2 separate regions of the Sus scrofa genome follow, and region 2 is linked to region 1. A link is a contact called in public promoter capture Hi-C data. All regions are on one chromosome and are shown on one strand. The core of a region is the stretch at or near the end of the contact, and the rest is flanking DNA. Distances in the headings are between cores, read along the strand shown.

Region 1 (6,498 bases), core at 2,127-4,626:
TTTATAGAGAGTCTCTGTAGAGAGAGACTTTACATTTACTCCTTCTCTACCTGCCTAAAGATCTAAAAATAATAAATAAAAATCTACTTTCTTTCCCATAAAAATTCTAACTGGTAGCATCTCACAAATTGGAAAGTAGTAAATTTCCTTACATGGAGGAGGAGTCGTGAATGTACATTTGCCTACTTAGTATTAGAATCTGTAGCAAATACATTTCAAAGAATATACATTTTACACATGCCTACCTAAGCCTTAATGCAAAGGGCCATTATTTCCTGACTATATGATCTGTCTTTGTTTCCTGGTACTTAAAAAAACTCTTCCTATTATTAATTATACAAATTGGCCCCTGTCAAAAATTATGTAGTTTTACAGAATGTTTGAATTGCTCTGTTTCAGAGAAAGAATTCCAAACAGGGACCCAAAATACCTTTAGATTGAATTTAGAAATATGAATTTCTTTCCAAAGAAGAGTGTGCCATAAGCCTTACTTTTCCATTTTTTTTATTACTAAAAAAAAACAAAACAAAAAAAAACAAAACAAAAAAAAACTAAAGGTTTTAGGTGGTAGAATAAATTGCATTGGGTTGGGCTTTTTGAAAGGATGTTAACAGATTAATGTGAAATAATTCCATATCTCTTAAGATAATGGAAAAACATACATACCCAAATTTATAAATTATGAATGAAATGATCAAGTCAATTAAAGAGCTCTTTCTATAATTCTAAAACAGATCATAAATACGAGAAATAGCTGAATTAGATATAGATTTGGTACAAAAAGGAAAGAAATCATAAAAGTTCAACTACTTTCCAAGTGTTTTTTTCACGTCAGTATACTTGATGTGTATTACATAAGTTATAGGTGCACAATCTAGTGATTTACAATTTTTAAAGGCTATCATTTATAGTTATAATAAAATACTGGCTATATTCCCTTCTTAATCCCCTTCTTTCCAAATGTTTGAGACAATAAAAATATAAGCCTATTGGGATGGGGAGGCATCATTATTTCAAAAACTCAATTTATAAAAAGTTTGTTTTCAAGAACCAAGCCAGACTCAATCTCATCATTTCTTCAGGAGGAAGAATGATATTAAATGTCCTGCAATACTCATGATGTCAACATTAGCTTATGCATTAGCATTATGTAAGCTAATAATAATTACCATTTCTAGGCAGTTTAGAAGGTGCTTTCACTCCCACTGTCCCATTTGTTCCTCTAATTACCCTATGTTCTTTATGGGGCAGGGACAGTGTCACATTCGTCTAGGTATATCCAAGGCCTAGACTCTGCAGAGAATGCCAGAGGCAGACGTGAAAGCCATATGGAAGAAGTTACAAAAGAATGACAAACACTTTTGGAAATTACTTTTCGGTCGCCCCAAACCTCAGTGGTAAAGACAAGAGAGTACCAAGCCTTCCTGAGGTTGAGAGGGTGAGGTTCTATACCACAAGCCCCAGGGAGACACATAAGCCAGGGGAAGTCACTTCTGCTCCTTGGGTCACCTTTTTCCTCGGAATTGAGACAACTGGATATGTTATCTTTGAAAGCCCTCCCAGTTTTACTAGTCTGTGGCTCTAACTCATATTTCTATAGTCAGTTAATGAATACATATTCCCCTTTAGATTCACTTATTACACCTACTGCCAACTAAACCACTGTAATTAAATTTCAAGCTTTTAAAAGTTCTCCAAGTGGCACTAAAGAATTAATTTCTGGTCAAGAGAAATGACAGGAAAACTATGATCTACTAACCCAAGAACCAAGGACACAGTAATATGAATCTTTAAAAGATGAGATAATCCTACAACACATTTTGATGCACCGCAATGTATTAAAAATATATAGTCCATATATTCATTTTATTTTCTCTATGTATTACATATTGCATAGTAATTAACATAATATATGATTCATTTTTGTATGTTTATAACATACAAAGTCTATTATTTACCTATGTATACTTACCTGTGTCTCTATTTTGAAACACCAGTAACCTATTGTCAATAAATATCGATCGGATCTTGCCGATTTCAGCTTCTTTTGACCACTACTTAAAGGAATTATGTGGCTTAAGCTGAACTATCCTTTATGCTGAGAACGAATTGATCTAACAAGGAAAAGTTAGACAGGTAAGTTGAGAAACGTTCAGATTAATTTTGACGAAATCAAGGCAAATTTTCTTTCTCCTATTAGTTCCCGGAGTCAAATTCCTTAAAGTCCCTGTTCTAGTAAAGTCCTGTATATCTACTGGTTTTCAAATAGGTGTGTGCAGGGCTGAACAGATAAAGGCGGAACTAACATTAACCCTTCACCAACCTACAGAATTGAAAAAGGTAACAGCGGTGAGCAAAAGTGGTGCTGGTAGACTCGCTCAATTCATTCTGCAATTCTAACTGAACCTTGGCATATCTTCGGAATGGCAAAAGGCATTAAGTTGCTAAGAGTCTTTTCACACTTATTCTTGCCTCAAAGCCAACAGTTTCTGGGACTTGTCCGGCCAGCAACCGGTTTCCTAAAGCCTCAAAAATGAAGGCGCGGGTGGATCACGGGTTCTCCAGCTATCTGCGCTCCCCAGGCGCCCTGTTCACCTTGCTCCTTAATGAGAGAGGGTCAGTGTCAGCTCTTCTTGACCCGAAGCTCTCGGGCTCCGGGGTGTGGGTAGTGAGCGCCTTGACCCACTTCGCATTCCCTGCGCCAAGCCAGGGCGGGCGGTACCGTGCGCCTAGCGGCCCTACAGGGGGCGAGGAGGAGCCGTAGTAGGTTCGCGGACCGGGAGCCCCGGGAGCCTCGCCGGGAGAGGAAAGGCCAGGCTCATCCACGGCTTGAGGGCAGCAGAGCGCGGGAATGGCCACCCGATGAGGCCGGAGCGCCCGAGGACGCTGGCGCTGTCAGACCCGAGTGGCGGCAGCTGACACCTGAGGGTCTCTGAGCGCGAAGCCCAAAACCGGGGTGAAGGGCGGCTTCCAAGGACAGGGAACCCCGGGAAGGCGCGGCTAGAAAGGCGAGGGCGGGGATCCCGGCGGCCGAGGCTTGGAAAACAGGCAGCCGCTGCCCGGGAGTGCAAAGTTGCTCCCAACCGAGCAGGGATCCAACTTTCGGTTCCCGATTTAGCCGGGGGAGAGCTGGGCTGCAAACAGCCGGGCGCGCTGGGGGAGCCGCCGACAGCTGCGCCTCCCGCTCCTTACCTGGCTAGTCCCTGGAGCAGAGCCTGGGCGGCGCTGGCCAAAGTTTGGGGAGTCAGCGGCGGGACGCGAGGGACACGGACGCGACGGCTCGACGGGCGCCAGACGCGAAAGCCTCGGCGGATCCGCGGGTCAGAAGGCTGCTGCGCGGATGCCGGGTCCCAGCGCTGGCAGCGGCTTTGACTAAAATAGGCATAGCGGAGACCGCAGCCAGGGCTGGGGCCGCACCGCGCACGCGCCCGGCGCCCCGGCGCCCCCCGGCGGGCGGAGTCCCCGGCCTTGGCCAGGACTCCCCGCCCGGCTCTTCCAAGTCGCCGCCGCGTCTGCACAAGCGTGGTACATTTGAAACACCCGCTTCTTTCTTTCCTGGTTTCCTCCCTACTTCTCGGTTCTGTCCTTGTTTGGGCATGAGTGGGGGGCGAGGAGCGTTTTGGGGTCAGCGGCGTTGGTTGCTCATCTCCGTGGGGATAACTCGAGCAACAGGGTTCTCGCAGAGAGAGCAATCAGGAATAGAAGAACTAGATCCTTCTTTTCCCCACAAAATCAAACGACCCATTCGCACAATTCCTTTCTGGGACAAACGCCAGCATCTCCGCACAAGCCGGAAGAACCGGGAGAGTGCGCAATCGGCGTCCGAGCATGGCAGCGAAGGTTGGCCGTTTGGTCCACAGGGACGCGGGACAGCGCCTCCGGGGACCCGGCAAGGAGCGGGAGCAAGCCAGCCCTGCTGCTGCAGGGGCACTTGGAAGGGCGCGTCGACCTGAGCCACGGTTTTATTTCCATAGAAGGAGGATACTTATCCGAAATTTACATTCTCGTGGAGGCGCCTGGCCCTCAGCTGTAGGCAAAGCTCCATCTGAATCTGGCACGTGTGTTTGGCATTGAAAACCAAGGTATGAAAGTATGGTCCAATCCATCATTACTTTTATAGAGGATCGTTCTTTTGGGTGAGGAATGCTGGGTGAATTAATGAAGAATTGGTATAGGGGAGGAGTTGGAGGACAAAAGAGTAAGTAAGGTTAGCTAGGCATTCAGTTTCCAGCCAGAAGTGTCCCGTGGACGGATAGAATTTGTGCTGATTATAAGAAGATGAGGTTTTTCCTGCGTGCCAAACATGACCTAAAGACCACAAGTACGTTATAAAGTGAGTACCTGGGTGTGCACACGCGCCAAGTCTGTCTAGTGGAGAAGCAGCGTCTTCAAGAACCTGGGCGATAGTGCTGCACAGGCCAGGTTTGAATCCTGCCTCTGCTACCAACTGACTGTGTGACCTTGGGGAAGTTACGTGGCTTTTCTGTGTCTGTTTCCTCTTGTGTTGAGGACTAAATGGCTAGATATATATAAGAGGCTTAGAATGGTGTGTGGTACATAGTAAATTCTATGTATGTGAATATATATTCTACTTACAAAGCTCTGTCTCTCACATTTGAAATTTGCTCTAACGGCCCAAGATTCATTTTCAAGGCTGCTTCTTCAGAGTCTTTTTCTTTTTAGCTGCTTGGCCAGCCATTTTGATAGCTACCACTACGTACATATTAAGTAAGGTTTAGTAATAAATGTGCATAAATCTATCTTTGCATGGATATTTGAGGATGGCTTATAATGACAAACACTGGAAATAATCTAAATTCTAACTATAGGGGACTAAGTAAATTATAGGACATCCAAACAATCTTGTTCTAAGCAGCCATTAAAATTGATTTATAAACAGATATTAGAGACATAATAACATCTGCTAATTATATAGAACAGAGGTTAGCAAACTCTGGCTCAAAGGCCTAGTCCACTGCCGATTTTTGCACAGCTCATGAGCTAAAATGGTTTTTACATTTTTTAATGGTCCAAATCACCAAAAGAAGAGTATTTCATGACATGTGAAAACGATATGAAACTCAAATTCACTGTCCATAAAGTTTAACTGGAACCCAGCCCCACGCTCGTTCATTTATGGCTGCTTTTGTGCCAAAAGGCAGCATTGAGGAGTTGTGGCAGAAACTATATGAACTTGCAAGGCCTAAAATATTTACAATCTGGGTCTTTACTGAAAAAAAGTGTACTGCCCCTTGATAGAGGATGTATTTTGTGCCAGGCAGTATTATACATGGTTCAGATATATTAAGCCATTGAATCCTCATGGAAAACTCTGTGAAGAAGTAGCTTCTGTTATTAATCTCCATTTTATAGCCAGGAAACTAAGATAACAGCAAGGTCGAGTAGGCTGCTCAGGCTCACACAGCTAGTGAGAAGCTGGGCCAGGATGTTAACCGGGCAGTGTAGTTCTGGAACTTACACTCTCGTCCGCTACCTATATAGTTTCTGCCACCTTCTATCACTGCCTACACTGCCTCCTGTACAAAGATGTTAAATAGAAAAAGGCAAGTTACAAGAGTGAGAAGAACATGACAACTCATCCATGATGTTAAAAGACTAAAATGCTTATGTTCCTTGCCTCAGAGTGTTGAGATTATAAATGATTTTTCATTTTTCCCTCCTTCCTTCCTTTCCACCTTCTCCCCCTCTCTCTTATCTCCCTCCTTTCTTCTCTCCCGTCCTTCCTCTCTCCCTCTTCATCTTCTAACTTCTGCTCTTCCTCCTGCTTCTTTTTTAAATTGAAGTATAGTTGATTTACAATGCCGTGTTAATTTCTGCTGTACAGCAAAGTGATTCAGTTATACATATATCTATTTATACATTTTTAAAGTATATATATATATAGAGAGAGACAGACAGACAGAGAGAGGGAGAGACAGAGAGTCCTTTTAGGGCCACACTCGCCCTAAATGGAAGTTCCCGGGCTAGGATTGAATTGGAGCTGCAGCTGCCGGCCTGCACCACAGCCACAGCAATGTGGGATCTGAGCCATGTCTGTGACCTGTGCCTCGGCTCATGGCAATGCTGGATCCTTGACTGACTGAGCGGAGCCAGGGATCAAACCTGCATCCTCAGGGATACTAGTTGGGTTCGTTATCACTGAGCCACAGTGGGAACGCCATATTCTTTTCCATTATGGTTAAATCTCAGAATATTGAATATAGTTCCCTGTGCTGTACAGTAGGACCTTGTTTATCCATTCTATGTGTAATAGTTTGCATCTGCTAATCCCAAACTCTCTGTCCATCCCTCCACCACCCCCTCCTCCTGCTTCTTCTGTTTAATTTTCTATGATGATTACATGTTACTTTTGTAATAATTTAAACTCATATTTACTAAAATTGTAGAGCCCAGTTCTGGCTTTGCAGACTGGAATATCAGACTCCAGAGGTGCGGTTATGGAGTCAGCTCTTAGAGGATGAACTCACTCCTTACGGG
Region 2 (6,498 bases), core at 2,108-4,607, 280 kb after region 1:
TTAGAGATCACTGTGAGTTCAACATTGCACCATAGTTATATTATCTGATCTGGTCCTCACCGTGAGGTTATTACCAATTCATTTTCCAGATGAGGAAACTGAAGCTTTGGAGCTAAAGCAATGGATAAGGGTCAGACTGTTAATCAGCAGAAGGGAGGGATGTGACTTATACTGAGCCTACCCCAAAGCCTATGGACTTAACCTCTTGCTAAAGAAGGCCAGTTGTGGACTGGCAGGTGCACAGCCAGACCCTAACTCAGAAACCCAGTGCATCCTACACATACTGCCTCCTGAAAGGTGTTTGTCTCTGAGCAAACAGCCCCATCTTCCCAGAACCAGCATTATTATTTAGAGCAGGCTGAGGTCAGTTACTGAGCAGACATTTTTAACCAGGACAAGAAAGTGATTTTCTCCAGGACAATCCCAGGAACCAAGTGCCCCCCACCCACCTGCTCCCTACATTTTTCTTTTACAAGACCATGCCCCACAAATAGGGTGGTCTCACAGCCACATTCCCTGAACACAAGCTGTGCAGTATCTGATTTGCCCATCTGATTTAAGTTTGCAAACCATTCCTCATCTTCCCAAGAGTCTTTAAAAGTAGAGTCCTGATAAGACACTGTTACTATACAAAAGTTTACCTGTATTGTTCAACAGCTTGCCTGTGGCCTTTAGAACAAAACGCAGACTTGTACACACAGCAGGCAGAACCCATCAAACGTGGCCCCATTTTCTCTTTTCTTTTTTTTCCTTTCCAGCCCCCATCCAAGCTTATCCACCCATAGATGTTCTGGTCACAGCGGCTTTTCTGCTATCTAAAACAAATGCAATTCCGTAACTGTCCAACCTACATAACTATGGCTTTATTTTAACTCACACAGCCAAGAATGGACTTTTTACCTTATTCAACTGGCCAACTCCCAGGTTCAATTCATTCAGTGTCTCCTCCTCCTGATGGCAATCAATCCCATTCTTCTGTGTTCTCTAAGCATCCTACTTGCTCTTCTAACCCCAGCAGCAGGCCTGACTTCCCTGACAGTAACACTCTTGGGGGATGGGCAACAGATTACACTGGAAAGGCATGGTTTTCAAAAATCTCACTAAAGCAGAAGTCCACTGAAAACTGCTTCGACCCCACAGTTCAGCAGGAGACTGCCCCCTATGTGGCTGGAAGGTAAACAAGAGAGACAGAGAGCTACAGCAATCTCTAGCACCTGCTGGAGAGAAACAACCCATTCTAGACATCAAGGCTACAATTTGAGCAAATGCATTAAGTCAAGCCCGGGGCTTAGAAATCAGGGCTCTGTCACAGGAAAAAGGTATCCAACTTAGGATCTCAGGGCTGGGATAAGTACATTGTGTGATGCACTGAGCTGAACCAGAACTACATGGCCATGAGGCTTATCATTAGTTCTTTGATGAAAAGGAATTGGAGAGTATTAAAATCCACAGTACAGCCTTTTGAGTTTATTCACAATATTTTTGATGGCTTCATAAAATCTTCACTTAGCCCTTCCAGAACTGTTAAACATAGATAAATGAACTACAGAATTTTGGTAACCCCAAAAGGGAAAAACTAAGCAACAACCACCACCACCCCACCCCGTCAAAAACAAAACAAATCTAAAATGGCACTTGTCAACCCACATGATGGGTAGTTCTTTATAGTTTTACCTCTCCTGAAAACTCAAAAGATTCTCAAGAACCAAACTGAGAAATGCCTGGCTTCCCATTACTAAAATCTGGCACTGCAGGGCTAGACCATCATGTTAATGAATGAATAATATTCTCAGTACAGAAGCAAGTAAGTTCTGTGGTTAGCCAAGTCATCCCTAATAGTTCATACTATTAGGGAGGGAAGGCCTGTAGCAACAACTAAGTGATCTGCCAAAGGGCATCCAGTGAGTGAGTGACAAAACCAGAACTAGCGTTCAGGTCTTCTTATTTGGTTTGTCCTCTTTTTCATTCTGGCTGGATCACTTTACTCCCCTACACAAAGGCCACAACTCTTTCAACCACAGGGATAGAGCTTCTTGGGCTGATAGAGTAAATTTAATAAGCAAGCAGCTGAACAGACTGAGAAAACATGGTTACCAGATGGCCACAGGTCAAAGAAAGCAGGAATGCATCAGTGCCACTTGGAAGTCTTAATTGAAAACAATATGTCCTTTACTCTAAAGCCCCGGTACCCTTTACCCCCAAATGAGATGCGCTTTAATGTACAGACTTTCTGGCATAAATCGGGCCAAAGCAAGCAGAAAAACAAACAAAAACAAAAATTAGAACTATATTATGCAAAAATCTTTTTATTCGGATTCTATTTTAAGTAATCCGAGGAATTTACCTTTTCCTAAGAGAATCAGGCCAACAACATTTGAATTTTTTCCAGTTCCTAAAATGCCAAACTAATTTTTACACACAAAAAAAGTGTTTGCCCAGAATTCCACCCAGGGGATCTCAACAGTGACCCTGAGCTCACGGACAGCTTAGGTAAATGGTGGGCAACCCCCGCAATAGGCAAAACTTCATCCTGAAAAAAGCCATCCTCTCTCCCTTCTAAGACCTCCTCTCACCCCCATCAACTAACTCCTGCTCCTGTTTAGGAACACTTGGATCAGCACTACCGGGCCCTGCATTCCCAGCACCCGCAGCCCAGCACCTGGCCAGGGACAGGGTAAGCGCTCCACACACGTTTTAAAATCGAATGAATGAACTTCAACTCTAAGTGTTTTTATTTCGTAAGTTGAAAAAGTTTGCTTTTGTTTTAAGATTGTACATAATCTGCATGCACAAACACTTTGTCTCCCTACCATATTGAAGCAAAAGCCTCCTCTGCTAAAAAGCAGTGACACGTTCTGTCTTCCCGCTCCCTTAAGACGCCCATTCCCACCTGGGCGTCTGCCCTTGACCCCGCGGATTGCAGGAAGCGGCCCTGCGGGCTGACCACGGGCTCAGCCAGCCAGCAGACGGAGGGTGACGGCCACCAGGGCCCCCGCGGCTCGGGAGGAGCCCAGCGCCCCCCGCCGGGTCTCGCAAACAAAGGCCGAGGGGGAGGGGAGGGCGTAGGGGGCGAGGGGCCGCGAGTGGTGGGGAGAGGGCCGCGCACCGCTGGGGTACTCACGGCGGTCTCGTCGCGGTACACGTCGGGGTACTGGAAGGACAGCATGGCTGGGGGCGCGCGGGGGTGGCCTGGGGGGCGCGGACTCCGGAGCGATGTCTAGTGGGCCGGGCGGGCAGTGGGGCGAGATATGCGCTGGGGCCGGGCAGGCGGCGGTGGCGGCGGCAGCGAGCGGGCGGCTCTCGGTCAGGCCTCGCACGACCGGACCGGCGGCGCGGCGGCGAGGACGTGAGGGAAGCAGGAAGCAGCTGTCGGCGAGGCCCGGAGCCCCTCCCCGGCGGGCGGGCCCAGAGGCTGCGGCGGCGGCAAGAGGGAGCGGGCGGCGCCTTGCGTGCGCCAGGCCGGGCGCACAGCTCCCTCTGCAGGAACGCCGGCCGCGCCCGCGCCCGCGCCGCCCGGGCCCACGGACCACTGCGCCTGGCGCGCGTCGCACCCACGCCCGAGCCACCGCACCAGACACCCCGTCACGGCGCCGGCCACACGCCGGCCGGGGACACGCCCAACACGCCGCCCCCGGCCCACAGCGCCCGCCACACGTGCGGTCACGCCGGCGAGCCCACCACGCCCCCTCCCTCTCCCGCCCCGCCCCCTCCGAGTCTCCCCGCTGCCGCTTAGCTGCAGCCAAGCTCGCTGCCCGCCCTCCTCCCTGAGCAGAAGGAACAGCAGGGTTTGCTTACTCGATCCCCCCATCTTCCTATTCCCGGGCTGAGAAGGGGCCTCGCCCCCGCGTTGAAAGCGGAGGGCTTGAGATGACCTAGTTTCCACCGCCTGTGGCTCTGGACTTGGAAAGGAAGGAATAATGGATCATGAGGACCAGGAAGGAAACACATCTCTCCTCTCCTGAGCACCCCTGGAGGGCGCTGGGTAGTTGGGCATCCGCACCGTGGAGGTGGGATGAGGCGTGGGTAGGACGACGGTTGAGCCCTTATCTGAGGTTTGCCAGTTGAAAGGGGACAGAGGTGGGAAGACTGGAAATCATCTTGGGTCTTTTGTTCATCCTACTGGTTCTTTTATCCCTTTCCTGCGTTTGTTGATTGAGCATCTTTTATCATGTATTAGATGCTTGACCTCAAACCTATGAAATTTTAATAGTTAGATTTACTCATCGTCGGCCTAGTGATAGGAGTTCTGGTCTTGCTTTCTGGACCATCGAAAAGAAGCTTTATGGCTCCAGTTATCATAGTTGGAGTGTGTGTCAATGTGTTTTGTACTCCTGGCTTCTTAAAAGTCCTGGGAGGAGGGCAGGGGTGTGACAAGAAAGTCGTTCAGGTCCTGAATTCCAGGTGGCCGAGGTAATTACTGTGACCTTGTGTCTTCTGTCCTTTTTATTATCATCCCAGTTCCGTGCCTCACCGGTAGGTCAGTGTTTTTGTTCAGGTTGGGGTGTTTGATAATCATGTTTCACAGTTGTTTCCAGACCCACCCTTCTTGAGCAACTTGAGAATCCTCAGTTCTGGGAGAGCTCACACTATTGATGCCCACTTTGTAAAAAAAACAAAACACAGGGACTTAGCATTCTGCAGCCCAGTCACCACTCCTTGCCTTGCTTGCCTGTCACCTGGCCCAAGGGCTGCCAGGCCTTGCTATTGCTTCTGCAACTTGTGGGGGTTTTAAGAGTAACCCAGGAATACCTGGCCCAGTAAATCCCCTAACAACAGCAACAACAGTAATGGTTAATGTTTATTGAGTGCTTCTAATATGCCAGGAAATTACCTTATTTAAACTTTATGAGATAAGAACTAATAGTATCCTGATTTTACAGTTGAGGAAAACTGGGGCTGCCTTTAGCCCAGGACTTCACAAGGGGGGGGGGGCGATATTCAAGATTCCAACCCAGGTCACTCTGATGCCCTCCTTCTTCCTAAATAGGTAGGACTCTGGTCTAAAGCACACCTGTTAGTAGGTGAAACTTCCCTAGGACTTCATTTTATCAGGACCTAAGGTAGAAATGAGAGGAATTATGATTTCCAAAGGACAAGCCACATCTCAGGGATCATCCTCTGTTCCCTTCCAGGCAGTTATCCTGGTGCCCAGTACCTCTAGGCCCTGAAAGCCAAAGGTTTGTATGTGGCCCAGCAATAGGTAGTCTGCACCTGGAGTGATGTGCTTCCAAGAGGAGGACACCACAGCCCCATTCCCCTCCCGCCGGCCAGACTGATCGTCTGCTACCTTTGTTTACCATGTACTTGATATGCATTGTCTGCTTTAATCCTCCTTAACAAAGCCCATTTTGCAGATAAGGCAAAGGAATCTCAGCAGCTTTAAAGGAACTTGTCCGACGTTATCACACAGCTAGCAAGGTGGGTCAGCTCTACCTTGACCCTAGAAAATGAAGAGAAGTCAAGTATTTGGGCCATCTCAGACATGGAATTCTACCTCTAGAATAAGCGCCAGGGTGCCCTTTGACCTCTGCCACTGCACACCATTTCCAGGGGAGTTATAAAATTAACACTGACAACTCATGCTCTAAGCTAAAACAACCCATTCCTGCAACACAAGGCCTTTGGGGGATGGGGACCAGCAGAGATACAGAAGTGACCTCCAGGGAAGACAGCAGCCCCTTCTCTATTGCCTGACCTCAAACTTTGTAACCTACTTAGTTAACCAGAGTCACCCTCCCAAGGAGCCAGCTAGCGGTCATTTACTGATGCTTGGCTATCTCAACCCCACTGCAAGTTCTTCTCAAATACTACCCCCAACCAACCAGAGTGGATTTCTGGTAAATGCACAGGGATGCTTAGCCGAGGGGGTGAGTTCAGACAGAAATCCACTTCACTCTCCACTTGCCACCCTGTGCACGCAAGCACTGGCTGCATTCACCCAGAGTAAGGGGGGTCTTAATAGCCTCACAAAGGTCCACCAGCAAGGGGCTGCATCTGCTCAGGGGAAGCCTGTTTTTCTTAGTCACACAAGAGTGCCACCTTGTTAGCTAGCACCACTTAAAGACTGATGCTTCAGGTGCTTGCCTGGATAATCCATCCTTTAATTTGACTGGTTTCCAGGTAACCAGCTAACCTGACTAATTGGTGGAATGCAGTCATTTCTGATTACTTTCCCCCAAAGATTGATATTACTTTTTTCAGTGTGACATTTAATTAAAATTCATATATGTTACTGTGTCTCTAATCTCTGTGAAGCATCATGAAATGTGAAATAGTGCCTAGAATAAAAGTGAGGTTCCCTTCCTGGCCCTGCCACTGTTTCACTAGCTTTGAATGAGCCCTTATATCATCACTATTTTAAATCTACAACAGGGGAGAATTGGATCAGGTGGTTTCAAAGAATTCTAAGATTCTTTAGTTCTAATTAGGAACTCAGGTGAAGATGTAGGACCCTCAAAGCTAACTCTGGAATTAAGAACAAAATTGGGGGAAGGGGGG

Evidence for each region. Promoter capture Hi-C pulls out the DNA fragments that hold promoters and counts their contacts.
Region 2: a promoter capture Hi-C map of fetal liver shows a contact between it and region 1, with 3 times the contacts expected there. The contact joins the promoter of PREP here to the promoter of BVES in region 1. A contact is called at or near these places in 3 of 5 promoter capture datasets (fetal liver, fetal skeletal muscle and liver), 6 of 47 Hi-C or Micro-C datasets (embryonic fibroblasts, fetal heart ventricle, heart right ventricle and 1 more) and 1 of 2 datasets of contacts at active chromatin or transcription factors (skeletal muscle).

Annotation. Positions count from the first base shown.
Region 1 is chr1:71,356,879-71,363,376 of Sscrofa11.1, forward strand. BVES (blood vessel epicardial substance) reads right to left here and starts at 3,377. Exons shown (of 8, transcript NM_001348416.1): 1 at 3,193-3,377. LOC106508909 reads left to right here and starts at 2,534. Exons shown (of 6, transcript XM_021084573.1): 1 at 2,534-2,616; 2 at 2,711-2,894; 3 at 3,201-4,082. The coding sequence starts at 2,534. The coding sequence ends at 3,953.
Region 2 is chr1:71,632,788-71,639,285 of Sscrofa11.1, forward strand. PREP (prolyl endopeptidase) reads right to left here and starts at 3,358. Exons shown (of 15, transcript NM_001004050.1): 1 at 3,122-3,358. The coding sequence starts at 3,166.